Regions from separate parts of the Mus musculus genome. Here region 2 is linked to region 1. Evidence: chromatin contacts called from public promoter capture Hi-C data. All regions are on one chromosome and are shown on one strand. The core of a region is the stretch at or near the end of the contact, and the rest is flanking DNA. Distances in the headings are between cores, read along the strand shown. Region 1 holds the start of Mkln1 (muskelin 1, intracellular mediator containing kelch motifs). Region 2 holds the start of Bpgm (2,3-bisphosphoglycerate mutase).

Region 1 (3,141 bases), core at 372-2,871:
TGTTTTCTCTGTGGCCTTAAGGAAGCTATAGCAATGGCTTCTTCCAGCTGCAGTCCAACTGGAACAGCAGGTGCTGTCCCCACTCCAAACTGGAGGCTGACTAAAACCACTATCCCACCAGATCAAGACTCCTTTTAGAAATGCCTCTCTCCTTAACATGCCCATACAACAGGTAATGCAACTGGGATTTGGGCTATCCCAGTCTCATGCCTACACCAGAAGGTAAAGCGATGGCAGACAACCTAAAGTGTAAGTTATCTAACCAAAGACCTGGGGGTGGAAAAAGTCATTCGAGGTAGTTAGTGACACACCACCAACTCTCTAACCTAGACACAAAAAAAAATGTTATCTTCAGATTCAAAGGAGTCAGTCAAAACAAACAACCTTAAAAAGGCCTCCAAAACAAACAACCACACACACACCTCCAAAAGAAAAAACTACCAAAAAAAAACAAAAACAAAAAACAAAAAAACAGAGGTTTACAGAATGAACAGCCACAAGTCCACTTCAAATGAAGGTCGGTGCTTATCCAGCTCACCCTCAAATTAAAAGCTGGGTTCCAATATCAATCAGAGATGTGGCCATGTACCAGCTATCAACAGGCCACAACCGGCCAGATCAGACCACAGGTCAGCCTTCATTGGGCGGGAGCTACAAGGCTTCAGTGCCAACCCTTGACCTGGTGACTAGGAGGAGGGCAGGTGGGCAGTCCGCGGAGGCTGACTCTTCACCCGCAGCTTCAACTTCCAGAGTCCTGACCGACTGGACTCGAGAAATCCAATCTGAACAAACGGGAGGAATTTTAAAAATACGAATGGAACACACTCCCTGTTCAGGACACTCCGGAGATGTAGCAATTTTATTCGAATAGCAACGGAAAACTGCACCCGTTCCTCGTTGTGTTCCTAAGGCCATTTCTGCTGACTTGGTGGTGCCCTCGGGCAAGCCGCACGCCCCCAGACCTGCCCTCCTTCCCTATCTTTTTCAGAACTTCCAGCCCCCCCCCCCGTCCAAAAAAAGCCAAGACACCCCTCTGCCAGTCCTCCAAGTTCTCGCCAGGGTGCGGATGGACTCCCCAACTTCTCTCGCCACTCGTGCAGAGCTAAGCACTTTTACTGCGGGCTCAGGAACTCCGGCGCTGTCCGAGCCGTCCGGGAAGGACCGGGCCCCCGTCGTCGCCCTGACCACCTCCGACGGCGGGGGAGGCTCGCCCGCGGCCCGGGCCCGGAGCCCCGCTCCGCTCCGCCTCACCTCCCGCTGCGCAAGCCCGCCTCGCCGCCGCCACCCGGAGCTCGCTCCCGGGCCCTCAGCCCGGCCTCGGCCCGCCAGGCCGGAGCACTCGGCCGCCGCACTGAGAAGCTCCGGAGGCCGCGCGTTCCCCGTCACAGGCCCCGCCTGGGCCTCTCTCGGCTCCGCTCCCCACACCGCACGCTCTGGCGGGCCGCGCTCTCACCGAGCGGCTCCGACAGCTCGAGCGCGGGGCCCCGCACTTACTCGGGAAGGTAGGTGGAGGAGAAGGAGCTCCACTTATGCAGCGCGTAGGGCAGAAGCCGGCACTCCGGCGCCACAGCAACAGCCCCGCCAGCCGCCATCTTGTCAGCACCGTAGCGGCCACCACCGAGCGCCAGCCCCGCCAGGAGGAGGGCGGGGACGGGGCCTGCTCTTAAAGGGGCCGCGCCGGGAACCCGACCGCGCAGGGCCGGCACTGGCTGCTTGGAGGCCGCTTCCTCGGGTTTCCCACGCTGTCCTTTCCTAGCTGACCCTCCCAGGGAGGCTTTCCTTTCCTGTGAGGCTGGCAGAGGAGTGGCACAGAGGACTTTTCATACAAGCTCAGGTAAAGACAAAGCCAAGGACATTTTGAAAAAAAAAAAAAAAAGAAAGAAACGTCTCCTAGAATAGGAAGGGAAAATTCGATGAGCTTGGGAAGGGAATATCTTTCCATCTTTCCTACTTTGGAAACCACTGCTCTAGCCTGTTTATAAATCCTCTCCGGAAACAGAGGTGAGGAGAATTGAAGTGCAATAATAACGTATGGCCTTTGTCTCTGCAGTTGACCTGGGGTAAAAATGTCCTTGTCACCGTGTTCAAGGGTCAGGTGGAGGCAAGATAAAGGAACAGCTAGTGTGTTCTGCTATCAGTCTGTAAACATTTCTTGTCGGCCTCTCTTACTAATATTCTGATGGCATCGTTGTACCCAGAAATGACATTCGCCCACATACCAGGAAGATGCTCAGAGTTGGAAAGTTGTGTGCCATCATTTGTCTCCGGCATTAAATCTGCTTGCTTTGAATTTTAACATAAATTTAGCCCAAATGTTTGGAAAGAGAGAGATGTTTGAGAAAAGATCGCGTCTTCTTCAGAAGGAATAATGAGTACACCCCACCCACCTCCAACATACATACTGTTCATGAAGCCTGACAGCAGGCATCATTCCAGCTTTTTATCACAAAAGGAACATCTGGCCTAAATAGGTGGCAAAGTTAGATAATGCTCCTGTCTAGTACCTGTTTGTCAGGGTTATAAATATGCCCTTGCTTACCTAGCGGCATCACCCAAAATCGTGTCACTCCCTGCCTAAGAGGTTGGACTCCTGGAAGTTTGGATTGCATCATTGTGTCAACCAGAGGATATTAAAAACTCAAGCAAAGAGTATCTCAATAAATGATCCAATAGTTTTACTCTTTTTGATTATGATCGTTAACCGGCCCATCAAATCTCTCCAATTCTTTATTGGCTTCGTTTCCATTGGTGAAATTTTAGCAGTAGCCTCTACTATGATACCACTAGCAATGTCAGCTAGACCACAAGTATACTCAGTGTTTAAGACTTTGTTGGGAATGAGTATGAGCCCTGAGGTAATGACCCCTGAGGTATTGACCCCTGAGGTAATGACCCCTGAGGTAATGACCCCTGAGGTAATGCTCTAACCCCACTGACTTCAGTTAGATAACTGCCTACCATGGAGGAAGTTAGTTACAGAGAAATTATCTTGGAGGGAAAGATTGTCTTCTAAAAGGGAGAAGATAAGATGGGGATTCACTCCAGTTAGAGGACCCACAATTTGCTAATTCCTCTTCTTTTTGGATCTTAGTAAGTCATTGTTGTTGTTGTTGTTATTGTTGTTGTTGTTTTTCTTCCAGG
Region 2 (3,141 bases), core at 304-2,803, 3.1 Mb before region 1:
CTAGATTTCTATACTCTCCTTTAAAAAAATATTTTTTTTACAATGATCTGGTTAGTTTGGTTCAGTTTAAATATGGGCACAAAAGAATATGTCCTTGAAGCCGGACACTTTTATTTGCTATAGACTTCATACAGAGGTCAATACAGTGAGAGTTTCCTTGTAGACATGATAGTGAAAAATTGTCTAATTATCTTTAATTTTACATAGCCTTTAATAAAGGCATGGGCCTTAGAAATGTAACTTCTGCCTTTTTAAACGATGTGGAAACTGGGCTGGAGAGATGGCTCAGTGGTCAGGAGCACTGGCTGCTCTTCCAGAGGAACTGGGTTCCCTTCCTAGCACCTGCAGGGGGGCTCATAGACATTTGCTCCAGTTCCGGGGGGGGGGGGGTGGTCCATGGACACTAGGCGTACACAGAGTACACATACATACATTCAGGCAAAAAAATCATACACATAAAACAGTCTTGAAAAAAATGTGAAAATTGGGCTGGAGAGATGGCTCAGAGGTTAGGAACACTGCCGGTTCTTCCAGAGGTCCTGAGTTAAATTCCCAGCAACCACATGGTGGCTCACAACCATCTGTAAAGTGATCAGATGTCCTCTTCTGGTGTGTCTGAATACAGCTACAATGTACTTATATACATAAAATAAACAATTCTTTTAAAAAAATGTGAAAATTCAGTTTTACAGACAAACTAACACGACTTTTATTATAGAAACGTTTGTACCTGCTGCTGAAATGTAACCATTTACTTTTTATTTCCTCCCGAAGGCGTCGGAATTCTGTTAGTTAATATTCTAGAACCATTTCCCCCATTCACGGGCTATAAACCCTTCCTAATTTGGGGGGGGGGGCTCCATCCTGCAAAGTCTAATAATAAACTTCATTACAATTTTGCATTTCTTTTGACTTACTGTAGTGAAATACTTGCTCCTACCCCTTAGCACAAAAAGAAATGACACTTTTTGGCCATGATAGTGGTGGTCGGGCGTGCACGCGTGTGTGCTGGGGAGGGGGTAGTGTTCCCCTGAACCCGGAATATGGTTCCTGAGACTCCTGAATATGCAACAACCTCTTTGCCTTCCATGATATTTCCCCCCTTAACTTACACTTTTAGGATCAAGGTCTGCCTTCGCCCTACACCTGCTTCCTTCCAGTGAATCCACTGGCTAAGACAAGTAGCCACACCTGAGCTATCCAGGAGGTAGAGTTTAACTTTGCTAAGCCACCATCACTACAGCTCTGGGTTCACACACCATCACTCCAGCCGACAGAACTCACTGTTCCTGAGAGATGCTCGCTGAGAAAGGGCCAGCTGAGAGCTGGGGTACTCGGGAGGGTCTCGCTTGAAGCGGGCATCAGGTTCCCACCAGATACTAAAGCCGGGCAAGGTAGCAACCGGCCTTCTCACGATAGAACAGCAAGCCACTCATGAAAGAAAAGAAATCCTCACAACTGTAACAATTACAACGAAGCCACTCACCTGCAAGGAAACTACCAGTAGCAGCCGGTCCTCGGTAACGCCGTGCTGCAGACGCCAGTGAGGATTCATCGCTACAGCCGGCATCAACGCTCTTTTGTAGCCTAGAAGCCAAAATGGTCAGAACCGATAGCGCTGGGTATTGGAAGACAGAGTTGTCACTCATTCACGGCCCCGCCCTCTGGCCAGCGACCAGCCGGAGGTTCTTTCCGGTTTCTCAAGTCCCTGGGGTAAGAAGGGAAGCTATGATTGGTTTAATGAGGAAACAGACGCACGGATAGACCAATAAGATGGTAGTTTCGGACATAGGCAGGCGGGCTTTAGTCGTAGAGACCCAAACCCCTGAGCATCGCCGGGGCAATGTTTGTGGGCTGCTAGCTTTGCCGTCCAGAGACCTGTTTGAAGTTCTCGAAATTGAAACACACCTGCTGTGAAAAGCGGGTCAGCAGATGAAGGGATACTTCTTCTAGTTAACGGAAAATTTCAGGTCCTACCTAGGCTGAACCCGGTAGATCCTCACGAAAGCTTGTTTGGCACGCCTGTGCGTCGAAAACAGAGATTAAAATGAAAACCTTTAAAGTGTCCTATTTACAGATAGTCGCTCATTCTTACTTTCTCCTAACATTATGAAGAGAAGAGAAGCGAATAATAGGATATCCTAAAAGTACAAGAAGGGCGAAGAGGTTAGAAAAGTAGAAAATGGTACACTACAGTTTCTGAAATTAAACCTATGAAAATGCCAGCTTGTCACTCGGGTCTGGTACCAGAGCTGGAAGCTACTAAGCAGGCTTGAACTACCACACAAGGTCTGAAACGTGTGTCAAAACGTGAATGAGAAAGATAAGAAATGTTATGTGTGCCTGAGCAGACGGGAAAATTCCCCTTCTTGGTTTCTGAAAGCTGTTCCACTTAGTGTCTTCTGAACTCACCTAGTTAATTCTATAAACAAGTCCAATAAGTTTGTGACCAGCTAATGGGTGCTCAGATCAGTTATTTAGGATGAAAATCTTGACACACCATGAACTGGTGTCATGATGGCCTGCTTGTAGCAAGCTGTATGTCCCATTTATGCATTTTAGCTCATGATAGTTGCAGCTACCCCTTTCTGAGAGAGCGTCTCTCAAGGACAGTGAGTTCTGTCGGCTGGAGTGATGGTGTGTGAACCCAGTGCTGTAGTGATGGTGGCTTAGCAAAGTTAAACTCTACCTCCTGGATGGCTCAGGTGTGGCTACTTGTCTTAGCCAGTGGATTCTCAGGTCAGAACAGCTGGAGAAGGAATCTGCCCAATCGTACACACCTGCCAACCTGTTCTTCCTCTTCTTCATGAGGGCAGATGGACCAGAAAACATTTCCGCTGCCCTGTAGTATCAAAGCTTTCTCCTCAGGAAGGGTAACGGCAGCCATGCAAAACCAATCCTAACAGCCATACAGCATTTGACATTTGAGGGTACTCTGAACCTTAGGATGCCTGCTCATTTGATTTACTTTGACCTTGTTAGGAATACTCAATAACACTAGCTTGGCATATAAAACTTTACAATACTTGTCTTTTAGAACTATTCACCAGGGTCACTAGTGTGTACATTGTTATTTTAAAAAAAAACAAAACATCTTTACCTATGATGCTCTTAGGTGGGATGTGAAAGCGAGTGTTGGGA

What was found. Promoter capture Hi-C pulls out the DNA fragments that hold promoters and counts their contacts.
Region 2: a contact with region 1 is called in a promoter capture Hi-C map of pre-B cells, with 4 times the contacts expected there. The contact joins the promoter of Bpgm here to the promoter of Mkln1 in region 1. A contact is called at or near these places in 2 of 39 promoter capture datasets (cranial neural crest and pre-B cells).

What each region holds. Positions count from the first base shown.
Region 1 is chr6:31,397,308-31,400,448 of GRCm38.p6, reverse strand. It overlaps Mkln1 (muskelin 1, intracellular mediator containing kelch motifs), which reads right to left and starts at 1,621. Exons shown (of 18, transcript NM_013791.2): 1 at 1,495-1,621. The coding sequence starts at 1,592. Mkln1os (muskelin 1, intracellular mediator containing kelch motifs, opposite strand) reads left to right here and starts at 1,676. Exons shown (of 3, transcript NR_040300.1): 1 at 1,676-1,834.
Region 2 is chr6:34,474,768-34,477,908 of GRCm38.p6, reverse strand. It overlaps Bpgm (2,3-bisphosphoglycerate mutase), which reads right to left and starts at 1,553. Exons shown (of 3, transcript NM_007563.5): 1 at 1,487-1,553.